2 separate regions of the Mus musculus genome follow, and region 2 is linked to region 1. The links are chromatin contacts, called in public Hi-C maps. All regions are on one chromosome and are shown on one strand. Each heading gives the region's core, a stretch centred on a gene start, on an enhancer-like site or on the middle of the called end of the contact. The rest is flanking DNA. Distances are from core to core; before and after follow the strand shown. Region 1 has its middle 17 kb from the start of Mbnl2. Region 2 overlaps Mbnl2 (muscleblind like splicing factor 2).

Region 1 (6,680 bases), core at 2,861-5,360:
TCCTGTGGTTGCCAGCCTCACCAATGAACCCAACCGTTTGCTAATGAGACAATTTTTTTGTGCCAAGTAGTCCAGTCCTGAGATGTGTGGAGATTATAGGAGGGTGGCAGAGTTCGAAGATTATACTCTCTGTGGGGGTTTCCAGCCCCTATTTTTGAGGGCTGAGAAACAGCAACATATTCTTTGGAATACCTTTAAAGAAGAGATTTCGAATGCCTGAATGTTTGTGGCTATTTAAAATCTCCATGTGGAGTCTCGAAGTGTGTTACCTCACAAATCCAACGTCGTGATTTCCTCAGTACTAGCCCACTCCTTCTTCTTTCCTCTCGTCCTCCATAACAGCAAACTATCGTTACCCAAATGACTGACTCTTCACATCCAAACATCCATCACACACCGGGAACATGATGTCCTCTGTGAGTCCTCTTTGTAGAAATTCCAAGTCTGGCTTTTTTCTCAAAATAAGTAGTATAGTTAAAACCCACACTTGTTATGTTTCCACCCACTGGCATGTTTCTATCGACAGGAAAATATTTCTGGTCAACAAACAGACAGCTATTCACGTGAGTGTTGCACTGTGGGAAAATCAGACTGAGCCTTTAAAAGTCAATGCTGGCTGATGAGACAGGTTCTTCTACCTGTGCTGGGCACACATTAATGTCAGGCTCTCAAAGGAATTCACAAAGTTCTTACTTTGCTGGGTTCCTGACTGAGAAACACAGATGATATTTTTCATCTATTTAAATCTTAAGAGTTATTTTTAACACAATTAAGCATTTATAACTCCACTTTAAAGATACACACTTTTGAGTTACATAACTCACCGAACTATTATTTTGGACTGCACTTCGGAAAATTCTCTCACCTCAAGATTTCACACTTAGATATAATGAGAACATTTTCTCTTGGTTAGAAGCCAATGTCTTTCCTTTAAAGGACTTTGAAATTTCTTATTTTGTAATCTATTTAGTTACTTATTGTCTGTAGGTAGGTGGGGTAGATGCTTGCTTGACACTGCATGCTTATGGAGGTCACAGGACACATTGTGAGAATTGGTTCTCTACTTTATTATGTGAATTCTTGGGTTGAACTGAGGTCATTGGCTTGACAGCAAGAGCCTTTAACCACTGCCTATCTCTCTAACCCTTAAAGGAAATTGTGATATTCCCCAACTTGTAGGAATGTGTGCAACTCTACCAAGTGAGTGATGAACACACATTTTTCATCCTGAATCAACTAACAAGTACTCATTGCTTTAATTGCATGATCTGATGCCCCAATAAGGAACATGTCTCCGTTTTCAAAGGGACAAAAGAGCTAGCTGATTTATCTTCAGATCTGCAGTCCTGTGAAGATTATTAAGCATTCATTACACACTCATGAGATGCACTTTACAGTAATTTACTGCTTCCTAGTGGATCTGGGAAGTGACTTCCTTCAGGTATAGTAAGAGAGGCAGAGTGGATTGCAGACAATCCTAGGTATTCAGGGGAGTGTATACACTAAGGAAGCCCCTTAGCAAACTGCAGCTAATTGTCAGGTACAAGTTAGCTCCAAAACATAAACAAAGATTCATGCCCCACCTCTGCCAACTTGATAATGCTGAGCAAGGGTTTGCCAAGTGAAATTCTGATGCATTATCTTGTTTAGAGGAAAATAAGGGTAAGATTGCCTTGGGGAAAACAGAAATGTAGAGAATTTATTGGAATATTCTGAAAGAAAAAAAAACAGAGATTTAACTAAAATGCCGTTGATTTGTCCAAAATATATCTTCGTGGGAATCTTGATCATTTCTGTGTCTTGTTAGCTAGTGACGTGGTCAGCTTGAGTATTTGATCCACCTTTAAAAACATGTATGTTCAGTGGAAAACATAGCTATTCCTCAGACAAAGAAGTTCTTTGTAATAATTCACTCTTGATCCATTTGATTGCTGGACGAATATCCAGGTTCATTCTTGTAACCATGGGCTACATAGTCTTGTAACCATGGGTAACCCAGTCTTGTAACTATAGGTACACAGTCTTGTAACCATGGGCATACAGTCTTGTCACCATGGGTACACAGTCTTGTAACCATGGGCACACAGTCTTGTCACCATGGGTACACAGTTTTGTAACCATGGGTACACAATCTTGTAACCATGGGGTACACTTTTGTAACTGTGGGGTAACAGCCTTGTAACCATGGGCTACACACTCTTGTAACCATGGTATCACATATTTAAATACCCAGAACATTATTCATGTATCAGTTATCCTTCCAAAATCAACATTCTTAAAGTATGTGCACACTTAGAGTTGGATAATATCCAATGTGTTCAACTTATATACCTACCCGGTAAACAGCATTAGGTGAAGGTTAAACCTGGTGGATTCTCTTAGGGTCTGACTACCTTTGGATCTACTCTATGTTTCTTCTCTGATTGTTTTTAAATTCTCTTATGATTCTCTCAAATTCTTCTCAAGGCCTTGACCCACATGTATCTTCCACTAAGATTCTTTCTCATTGCCCCTAATGGTGTAGGAACTAAGGACTAGGATTCCGTATCTCAGAAGGCTAGAGAGAAAAACAATGAATTAGCTTTCTAGAATTGAAGTAGCAGACCTGTTCTATTGTACTATCTGAGCCAGGCTGCAGGTCTCTCAAATGGCACCCATTTCAGCTCCGCAAATGAACATATATATGACTGAAGCACAGGTGTGACTATTCAGACTGTGTGCGAGGCCACCTCATCCGACAGGTCAGAGTAAAGAAGCACCCTTTGAGCCCTACATTTATTAACTAGTGCCTTCCAACTCTAAGATATTCCCAAAGCTTTTTCTTCCTAAAAATCTCACCTTGCAAAATGGCTTAAGACTTAAAGAGCCATAGTTAGGGGATTTATTTGGGAAATATTGCATTTCTGGAGATACCCAATGTATACGAGAGTAATAAAGACCCTGAGAAGTTCTGCAGGAAAGAAATGTATAATACTATTGAACCCCAAATGGATAGCTCCTATTGATAGAATAGTTACGCCCTGGGAAACACAGGTCTTCAGGGTAGCAAGCTCAGGGAGTAAGAATTCCGTCTGAGCAGAAACAACTGTTTGGACTCACCTTGAGTGAGTGGCTAGCATTTTCAAGTCCATTTTAGTAAACATGATGAAACTAGTCACTGGTGCTTTTCCACAAGCTGATGGAGGTTTACAGCTGCCCTGTATGGGGAGTGGGGACAGAGGCGACTGAAATACAGGGAGAAAACAGCAAGTGGAGGAAAGGGAGACAGAGGAGACCCAGGGCATCCTGGAAGGCCAAGCCTGTTGCTCACCTAGCCTTGTGGAATTCCTTGTTCAAGGCCCCACTACTTCACTAGCTTCACTACATTTACACTAGCTTCAGTGTAAACGCACGCACGTTGCTGACCCCAGATCCCACTCTTCGCCCAAGCTCATTTCTGCTTCAGTTCTTGTGGAGATAGTACATCGTTGTTAACATTATTAAAGGTAATCCAAGAGGCATTGAGAATAGTGGGAGGATCTAGGAGCTAATCAGCCCCAGCGCAGGCTCATCTCTCTTAGTCTTAGCCTGAGATCCCTGGGCCCTAGGAGGCTTCATTGCTGTGATAGAAAGGGGCACTTCCCAGAACTCATTAGTTCTTAGGAAATGATAAATGCCCAATAAACACTGCCTGTTGTTTTCAGTGTGGGTCATAGCCTAGTTCTAATATTATGCAAGTTTTATAGCCTGGGCTTGATTTTCACTGTCAGTAACAAAAGGTAGAATTCTCCTTGTCTTCCCACTCCTATCAGCTGAGTGAAGGCTGAGAGGTCAGAATCTATGAAAATGAACCACAGACTCCTGGAATAGCCTGGGTGCTATCCCCAGCAGCCGTGTCGTGAATGAGGTGGACAAAGCTGGCATGGAGGTAGAAAGCACCCCTGCTTCCTTATTTTCTCTCAGAGGCTCAGCAGCAAATGCATCCCAGGTAGATTTTGCTGGGTCAGATGATTTCTTGCTGAGTCATGACTATGGATACAACTGAGAGAGACAAAGGGATGTTTGCCGGGGGCTGACGCCATCTCTAGCTACATATTTGCTTTTTATCGATTGATTTAATAGCTTTGATCTTTGATCTCAGAAATAGCCCTGTGTGTTACATAAGAGTAAAGCCACTCCAGTCCCGGTGAGGCAGAGTGAACACCTGGGTTATAAAACAAAAACAGGTGAAGAATCAGATTCGCCAGATGTACTAGGCTTTCCCTACCTCTCTGGGTTTTTGTCTTCACATATTTGATTAAATTTAAAATTAAAATTTAACGTTGGTTGTGCGTTTAACACAGAGATCCATTTTGATGACACATTGCGGTGGGGCAGGGTTGAATTTTGTGTTCTATCTGGGTCAGCTGAGTAAATCAACAGCATTAACGAGCTTTATTAAATCATCTTAGTAAAAGCCCCGCTGTCGTAACTGTTTACTTAACTCTACATCCAACCAAAACAGCTGCCACCCACCCCCTGACGGATTCTGTTCTGAACGGGAGTTCTTTTCTTAGGAGGGAAGATAGCAGAGGGGTTGCAATCCAAAGGCAGTCTATTGAGAGTCCATTAAAGGACACTCTGTGACAAAGTAGCCTCCAGATAGACCCCGACTTCCTATTAAGAAGGAATACAGTGCAAGGAGTGCAGTCAAGGAAAACATTTTGCTCTTGTCTTTTACTTTATTTTATTTCGTTTGTGGTGTGTGTGTGTGCGTGCACACTCATGCTTGAGTGCTTGCCCATGCTTAGGGAACTGCACACACATGTGGGGTCCAGAAGAGGAAGATGTCAGACATTTCCCTTTATCACGAGGTCTCTCACTTGTAGCCCACGTCTGGCTTTTATGTGGGTGCTGAGGAGGATTTCGACTCAGATCCTCCTGTTTACACAGTGAGCGCTTTTAACTGCTGAGCCGAATACAAGCCTCTTGCTTTATTTGACTTTGCATTGCTTTGGCTCCTGGGACAGGATCAGCTTGTGGTTCTCCATCTTTGGAGTATATCACCACCCCTGACTTCTGCCATACACACACACACACACACACACACACACACACACACACACACACACACACAGAGAGAGAGAGAGAGAGAACTCTGCAAAGGCCACTTAATTCCTCTAGAGCCAGCTGCATTGACTCAGAAACCAATGTCTGCTGAGATTTGGAGCCATGCTGGTGTGAGATGGGAAACAGCCCTTCCTACTCCTTAAGAAGAATTACCACAAATAAACCCACCAACCATTTAAATATTTTTAAACGTATGTGTTTACGTGTGCATCTGTGTACATGTGTCAGCACCTGAGTGCAGTCCCAGCTGTGACCAAAAGAGGGCACTGGATCCCTGGTAGCAGAAGTTACAGATGGTTGTGAGCTACTCAGCCACTGTGATGGGAACATGTCTCTGGTCTTCTGTGAGAGCCAGAACACCTCCTAACCACTGAGTCATCTCTCTAAGCCCTTCTATCTGTCATTTAATTGGTATACTATTAACAAAATTTTCAGTGTTCTTAAGATAGTGTGCCTGTTTTCTTTCCATTTAAACTGTAAATCTAACCAGCAGATGGAAGTAAATTCCCTAATTAAAACAACTGAATTCTGTTTATGAAACAAAGGTAGAATTCCTCAGTTTAGTTGCACGTTGCTAACAGCTTGATTATATATGCCCCTAGCTGGATAAAACCATCTTCTGTTGAATAGATGTTGGAAATGTTTAAAATGCAGAGATGTTCCCAGATACATTAACAAGCTTTGCATGACCTGTGGTGTTCCATGGGAAAGTGGTAGCTGCTGAGTGGAGAAGATCTTACATGTGGCCTGCAGGAGAAGGTCACGTGGCTGCTGTCCCCCACGAAGAAGACATGTGTCACTGCGGCCAATGTTTCAGACTGACACAGCCTCCAGAGACAGATTAGGTGGCAGGCAGAGGCAGCCCACTTTGGCTGCTTTGGTTCCTATGGCAGTGTGTGCATGTATGTGCATGTATGTGCATGTATGTGTGCATGTATGAGTGTATGCTGCATGTGTGCAGCCAAGCATTACAAGGCCATCGTCTTTGTCACCTCTGCTCAGTATTGCTTTGGCTATCTGTGCTTCTATATGAGTTCTATGATTGGTTTCTATTTATATGAGGCTTATCATCAGATTTTATGGGGACATACTATGTAAACCATTTTGAGTAATATGGATGTTTTAACATTGAGTATTCCTATTCATGAACAAGATATGTCTTTCCATTTATTGATGTCATTGTGAATATCTTCCTTGAGTGTCTTATAATTTTCATTGTAGATATCTTTTATCTGCTTGGTGAATTTATTCATAGTTCTTCTGGTAGAATTGGAAATGGGATTGCTTTCTTGATTTCCTTTTTAGCTGGTGTACTGTTGGTTCGCAGTGACGTGGCGGCTTCTACATGTTGATTTTGTGTTCTGTAACTACCAGATTTACCAGGTCAAACGGTTTTCTTGGTGGAAAACTTAGGTTTTTCTACGAATAAGATTGTGTTGTCTGCAATCAGGGCTAATTTGTCTTCCTCCTTTCCAATTTGGATGTTATTTATTTCTCTCTCTTGCCTAATTGCTCTGGCTAGGACTTCTAGTATATTGAACAAATGTGACAAAACAAGACATCCTTTCTCTTGATCCAGATTTTAGAAAAAA
Region 2 (6,680 bases), core at 1,190-3,689, 140 kb before region 1:
CTTTCTTTCCTCAGGTGTCAAAGTATGAGCCATTTCTTCAGAAAATCATCTCATCTTAGTTTCCCCATATCCCCCATCACCTAAGTCAGTTTCTGTTTCTGTTTCGTTTTAATTATTTGAACTCTTTGCCTTTTCATTTATACTACTCTAAATGTTATTAACCTATTTATATGAGTGCTTAGCATCTTTCTCATTCTGCTGTGGACTCAAAAAGGCAGAGATCCCATTTAACTAGATGCATAAGGCACTTCGGGGTACCCCTGTTTGTAGGTCAGTGTTCCAGCCGACTGTAAAAAGCACTTTGGTGGGGGGGGAACTTACTCCTGAAAATTATTAAAGGGTCTAGTTTGTAAAATATTCCACTTTAGAGTTAACTGTGTTAGGCTTCAAAGTCACTGCTGAAAAATCCCCCTTTATTCTTACTGTGTTTTATAGTGAACAGGTTTTCTCAAGGGCTTCCTGGGTTAAACTAGTGAAATACACAAGGGGTGTCAACCATCAGAAACTGTCCCTGCAGCCACAGAGAGCAGTGTGTCACTCTGGCTTGTGTCTTGGATGTGGGAAGTGCTTGACCACGTGACTTCACTGGGCCCCTCTGTGCCGGCTAAGAGTGATTTGAACATGGGGCGTATGGCGCTTAGGACAGGTGGATTGCTCTCTTCATGCCAGATCCTGGTTCTGCTCTGCTTTCCAAGCCACCTCTCCACTTTTCACCCAGCTGCACCCTTTGGTCTTCCCACAGATCCTTCGAGTAATGTATACTATTGCTACAGGGACTGGGGCTCTATTCTTCAAACCTACTCTTGTCATACCTGCCCAGTATGTTCTTCCCCTAACGGTGCAATCTTACTCCCCTTTAAAGTTGTTAGCAAATTCTCCTGCTTTGGAAAATATCCCTGCTCTGTATTGTTCATGCCTGCATCTGCTGAAGATGAACACCTTGCCTCTCACCCTTCCACCCAGCTCATCCTTCATGCTGTGGACTCTGGTTTTTACCCAGCTCTGGGACCCTTTATATTTTCATAGCATGTCTGCAACTCAGACCATAGCACATGCTTCAGGAATGCTCAGTGCACCAAATAGAGTCCATACGTCTCCACTGAGGGTGAACAGACCTTTTACAAGTGTGTGAGAAACTTTATGAAACGTTTATGGTTTCTCTTTACTCGGAAATGTCTGGCCTAGAGCCTCCCACAGGCACTTCTAACATAGTGAAGTATTTTAAGGAAGGACTCTGCACTGCCTTTTCTCTGACCTGATCAACGTCTCACCGGGATGCCGGTGCTCTGTACAAGTAAGCATCTCAGCCGTTTGCTTCCTTCCTCCATTGCACAAGTACTTCATCCCAAGCTTCTGTGGGCCAGAACTAGTTGGGTAATTCTTAGTGGTGTGCATGCCGTTTTGTAGTGTAAACACAGCCTCAGTTTTTCCATCTGCAAAATGCAAATAACTTCTCGCCACTGACAGCACTGTGCCATCTTGAAGAACAATGACAGTGTGTGCAAGAATACTTAAGAGTCATTCAGAATAAACTTGTCACAGAGATGCCCAAAGCTATTTATCACACGGCTGTTTCTGAGACCATGGGTGATTTTGCCACCTTCCTATCATAGCAAGGGAAATGTATAAACTTCTTAGTTAAAATAACCTCTATAATTTTTTTTGTTTTTTTGTTTTTTTTAAAAAGAAAGAAGCAAGAGAGGAGAATTCCACCCACCATGGTTGTAGAGAATAATCCCATATCCTGTGCCTTACATTGAAATCTTAAAGCCTAGAGGCAGATTGCCTAAGATTCAAATTCATATTGTGTCAGTGGGAGGATTTCAGTACATATAAAAGTTTTGCTATGCATGGCCTTCCACTGCAGGGAACCGTCCAAGAAGACACACACAAAAAATGCTTTTGATCTGTATGTATGAAAACTGCTTATGTAAAACAGTAACAGAAAGATTTAAAAAAAATGTTCATTGAAAATAGTGGGTTAACCATCTGCTAAAAATCACCACACAGTGTCATCACCTGATCTGCAGAGGTTTTAAAGCAACCAGGGTAAATAATTACTATTGCTGTCACCTTTTACATAAAGTTGGAAACATTGTTTATAAGAAAGATTCCCTGAAGCAAACAAACAAGAAAGCCTACCACAATCATGGAGATTTTTCTGTCAATGTAATTGGGTGAGAGCTTATGCTGAAATTATTTCAATAAAATATTTTCTATCACTTCAGAGAAGTGTAGTGAATTTGTTGGAAGTTCAAATACCACTCCAGTACACAAAATTCACATGGTTATCCACTGTGATCTTTATAGCATATAGCAAATATGCTATAAGCACTTGTAATTCACAGAACTAACCGGGCTACAGTCCACCTTTAAGCTTCCAAAGGCTACAGAAAGTCGCCAACACAGTTGAACTGTTCCAGGGGAATCCACCAGAGGGCGGACAGACACAGCCCAGCTAACAGGGACTGTTTACCATTACCCATCCACAGCACTGAGCTATTGCTTAAGCTATGCTATTCACCCTCGCTTTGCAAACACTTAAGGGCGTCTCTACAGAATCTTAGAGTGGGGACGCTTTTGATGAATTAGTCAACCAGTCCATACTGGATTGGGGTATTCACATGATGTAAAGGGCCTCACTGGAATTCCCAGGAGACGGTATCGTCTGTATTACCCACTCTTCAGAAACAGACCTTGTCTTTCATAGTTTCTCATTCAGCACTTTTTTCTGTCCCTTAAAGTATATAATGGCCACAAAGTCTACACTGAGACACTTGTAGTAACCACACAGGATCCTCAGGGTGAGCTGACCTTCTGGTGATTATGTTATTTCAGGTGTGTTACAATCATAAATACGCTAAGCTAAGACAGCACGGAATGCCATTAATTAAGGTTGCAGTGGGGTAAGATATGAAAGTATTTTAATATAGATTGAGAACTCATGAACTTTCTGACAGTGCATTTCTATTAATATATATATATATATTATTTATTGGTTACTAATTCATTTAAAATACTAATTCATATAGTTTACCATTCATTTATAGTTTTTATACAAAGGCTGTTACTAGAATAAACTCCAACCCTAATGCTCATAGGTATGGACTCTAAGATTAACATATCTAATCACATTGATTAATGATAGTGTCTCCTTGTTGTGATGGGACAAGGAATATGGGCTTGGAAAAACTCAGTGGATGTTCTTTCCAATAAGGTTCAAAGTCACCTGTTTCTAACAGAGACTAAAAGGTAAAGTTGGTCAAGTGAAGATGACCATGTCTGTGCGAGTGAGTGAGTGTGTGTGTGTGTGTGTGTGTGTGTGTGTGTGTGTGTGTGCGTGCGCGCGCGTGTGTGTGCATGTGGCCGTGTCTGCAGTCTCTGAACTGGGTAAAATATTGCGGGGGGTGGGAGGTGGGGAATCGAGTTAGAATGGGTGTTACATTGTTTTTCTTTACCTGAATGGATTTTTCATGCCACTTCAAAAACAAAACCCCATTTTAATCTGGTTTGGGGGAAAGTCTGTAGACTTTTGGGGCCAGTGGAGGTGGTGTAATGTTATGTAAATGGAACCGGGCACTGGAACCTGGTGTTTGTGTCAGCTCTGCCACCTTGGAAAGTCACTTCTCATTATCCTGGGGGCCTCAGTTTTCTCATTTGTAAAACAGTCCACTGGATGAGGAATTCATGAAGACCCTTCTGCCCATGAGACCACGTGGTAAACTGACGGTCTCCAGCGATTGGTAGGCTAAGGGACAGTAGCCCCTCCTCTCATCACTCATTGGCTTAGAACGGAGGACAAGCACTCCAGATAGCTGTGAACTTGGTGAGAGTGGAGAAGGATGAAGAGAGAGAGAATGGATATAAAATACGAGCAGAAGATTGCTTTCATTTGAGTAGCCTTAGACTTTTTAGTGCTCTGAACAGAAGCAGGGAAAAAACGGTTAGTATTTACTGGAATTTATATTTTTAGGTCATTGAGTGTTAAGGACAAATTTCAATTATCTCATATAAAAAAAATCTTGCTTGCATAAACTATTTTTGGGGGCCTGCGTAAATAGAAGAGACCCAAAGCTTTAACCGCTCCCTGTCTCTCAAGCTAAATCCCACCAAACCCTTTACTTTAGAATGCTAACTACCTTTAGTTATCAAAGCAAGGTCAACAGGTCTAGGTAGCCAGGGCTGTGGTGGGCCAGGCTGTATTCGCACCTTCTAAACGCAAACTAGATGCCTTGACCAAACAGCTTAAAGAGATGAGAAGAAAGCACGTGACTGGAAGGACACAGGACACAGACACGGAGAGCACGTACCTGTGGGGATGAACGCCGTGTGCTGCTGCAGCTGCGCACTGGTCAGAGCCTGCTGGTAGTGCAAGACGCTGGGGTTGAAGACCGTGCTGGCCCCGTTGCTTTTTTCAAGTGCTTGTCTCTTTGGTAAGGGATGAAGAGCACCCGGAGGGAAGGCCTGAAAGCGAAGAATTCGATAAGATGTGTCCAACTTAAAGCAAGCTTGCATTCCACCTCCACAGAGATCATCAACTGCAACATTCTCTTTCTCTTTTCTTTTCTTTTCTTTCTTTAAAAAAAAATGACAGCTAAAGAGATGCCTCTGCCATGCACCTTAATTTAAACAGCGGCAATGTCGAATGAGTGAGAATTTGTTATTGAGAGCGGAAGCATGAATTCTGTAACCCAAAAACAGTAGCATCTCAACTAAGGGAAAGAAAAACTACCAAGCAACAACAATGGAAAAAATGGCTTCAGCTTTTTTTTTTTTTTTTTTAATAAATACAGGTTAAACTACACTAAGGGGAGAAAGGAGCATTTGGCATTTGCGTTATTATTAATATCTATTCTTTAACTGAATGGCAGTTTCTTGAATTTAAAGGTTAATAAGAATTACAATGAGCATTTTTTCTGAGCCACATAATTTAAATTTGCTTCACTCTTTGGAAAAGGTATTAAAATTTTGTTAGATTCAATATTTATTTCCCAGATTACATATGCAAATGAGATGACTAAACACCTTATTGAATTCCTCCATTTTAAAATTAATAATAATGATTGGCTGCAACCAGTATTTTACATACAAATCTCGGCTGGTTCTCTGAAAAGCTACATGCAAAGCGAAAGGTGAAAGGTCAAAGTACCAGGTCTACAGTTGCTTCGAGAGGTCGCTTCAGTGCTTTGGCAGTCGACTGAGTCTTTTAATAACAGGCAGCGAGCACATGATGGCAGTGGGCCAATGGGATTCAAGCGAATTAACATACAGGTAAACAGCAAGCAGAGGTGCATCATGGGAACGGCATTGCATTGTGGATAGGTGAGAAGGAAAAAAATATTCTGAATGCAATATACAACGTACAAAACACTAGGCATGCACAACAACAAAAATGTTCTCTAAAGAAATGAATATTACACCTTAAATTAGTATCGAAGCAAAAAATGCATCTACTATACCTTAGTTAAAAGCATATAAGAGAGTAAAATATAGATGTTTGAAATTCAGGAAAGTTAATTAAAACAGCAGCTTGCATACACACCATAAGCACTTTTTTATATTGCTTCGGGAGTGGGGGGGGGGTGGGGGAGATGCAAAACTTTTAAGGACCATAGGGCTGAAGAACATCTGATAAGTTAGTTCTGATATAAAATAATGAAGAAATCAAGTACATTCCAATTTGAAAAAAAAATCTTCATTTAGCTCTGTTTTGATTCAGATTAACCTAACAAAATGAAGTGGCAAACTGAGACAAAAAAAAAATTCAGGCAAAAAATATTCAAACACAAGGTTATTTACTCAAAACGGTTTGGGTTTGGGTCGTTATTTTTTGGCTGAATCACATGGGAAATTGCCTCAGTTCCTGTCTTCATTCTGCTAGGGTGTAGGGTGGGTCTCAGCATGTGGGTGAACATTCCAGACCTTGGACAATTTGAATTTAAACAGGAACTTCCCCAGTGTTTCACTTTTACTGTGCTTCATTTCAAAATACTAACTTATCATCCGTTCTGTTTCTACTACATTTGAAATTATAATGTATTTCAAACAACTTACCAGAGTATATACTAAGAAAGTAGCCTCTACAAAAGGCATGTCACGTCGTTGGGTATTACAGGCATTTCTCTTTAGTAATGCTATCGGTACTTTTAGCTACGATCAGGGGTTAACCGGTTGATGGCAAGTGGGACTTTCTCTAGAACAAGCAGCTAAACTAGCAGGGAACTGCCTTCAGATAGGCAGAGCGCTGCCTTCAACTTACACCAGTACTTCTGGGAAGATGGCTTCATTTAAACAACCAAGAGTATTGGCTATGGATTGATTTAGACCTCAATGGAAAAAAAAAAATCTCTTCTTTCTGGTTGTTCATAGGTGAAACAATTCTAGGATAGGATTCTGTGAAAGTAAGGAGGTCCAGGAAGCAGCTTCAATGCGCATGGGAACAATGGCCATCCCCCTTTATGATGAGAACAATAGGTAAATCCCCAAGGTTTGTCCAATAGAATTCAGTCTGAAGGTCGTGGGAGAACGGAGGTCTTTGAAAGGAAGGGAGATGGAGCTTCACCCTCAAGACAGGAACAATCAGTGATGTTTTCCTTGGCAAAGGTAGAGTTGCCCATCATTCCATGACTCAGGATAAAAAAACAAAACAAAGCAAAACAAAACAAAACAAAACAAAAACA

What was found. Hi-C and Micro-C count contacts between places; a contact is called where the count stands out from the background.
Region 2: a Hi-C map of rod photoreceptor shows a contact between it and region 1, with 4 times the contacts expected there. The contact joins two enhancer-like sites. A contact is called at or near these places in 6 of 15 datasets of contacts at CTCF or cohesin (the G1E-ER4 cell line, the NIH/3T3 cell line, embryonic stem cells and 3 more), 185 of 484 Hi-C or Micro-C datasets (the 63-12 cell line, the AML12 cell line, B cells and 110 more), 27 of 115 datasets of contacts at active chromatin or transcription factors (the 230-238 cell line, CD4 T cells, CD4 single positive thymocytes and 20 more) and 4 of 9 other capture datasets (adipose tissue, embryonic stem cells, liver and 1 more).

What each region holds. Positions count from the first base shown.
Region 1 is chr14:120,255,006-120,261,685 of GRCm38.p6, reverse strand. No RefSeq gene overlaps it. Among named protein-coding and RNA genes, the nearest start is that of Mbnl2, 17 kb to the left of the region's middle. Within about 2 kb of position 4,110, at least 21 of the 459 cell types and tissues checked have an H3K27ac peak or open chromatin away from gene starts, as enhancers often do. A contact at or near this core is called in rod photoreceptor, where this site is marked.
Region 2 is chr14:120,394,235-120,400,914 of GRCm38.p6, reverse strand. Mbnl2 (muscleblind like splicing factor 2) reads right to left here. Exons shown (of 8, transcript NM_207515.2): 6 at 4,311-4,464. Among named protein-coding and RNA genes, the nearest start is that of Gm26679, 8.7 kb to the right of the region's middle. Within about 2 kb of position 2,439, at least 29 of the 459 cell types and tissues checked have an H3K27ac peak or open chromatin away from gene starts, as enhancers often do. A contact at or near this core is called in rod photoreceptor, where this site is marked.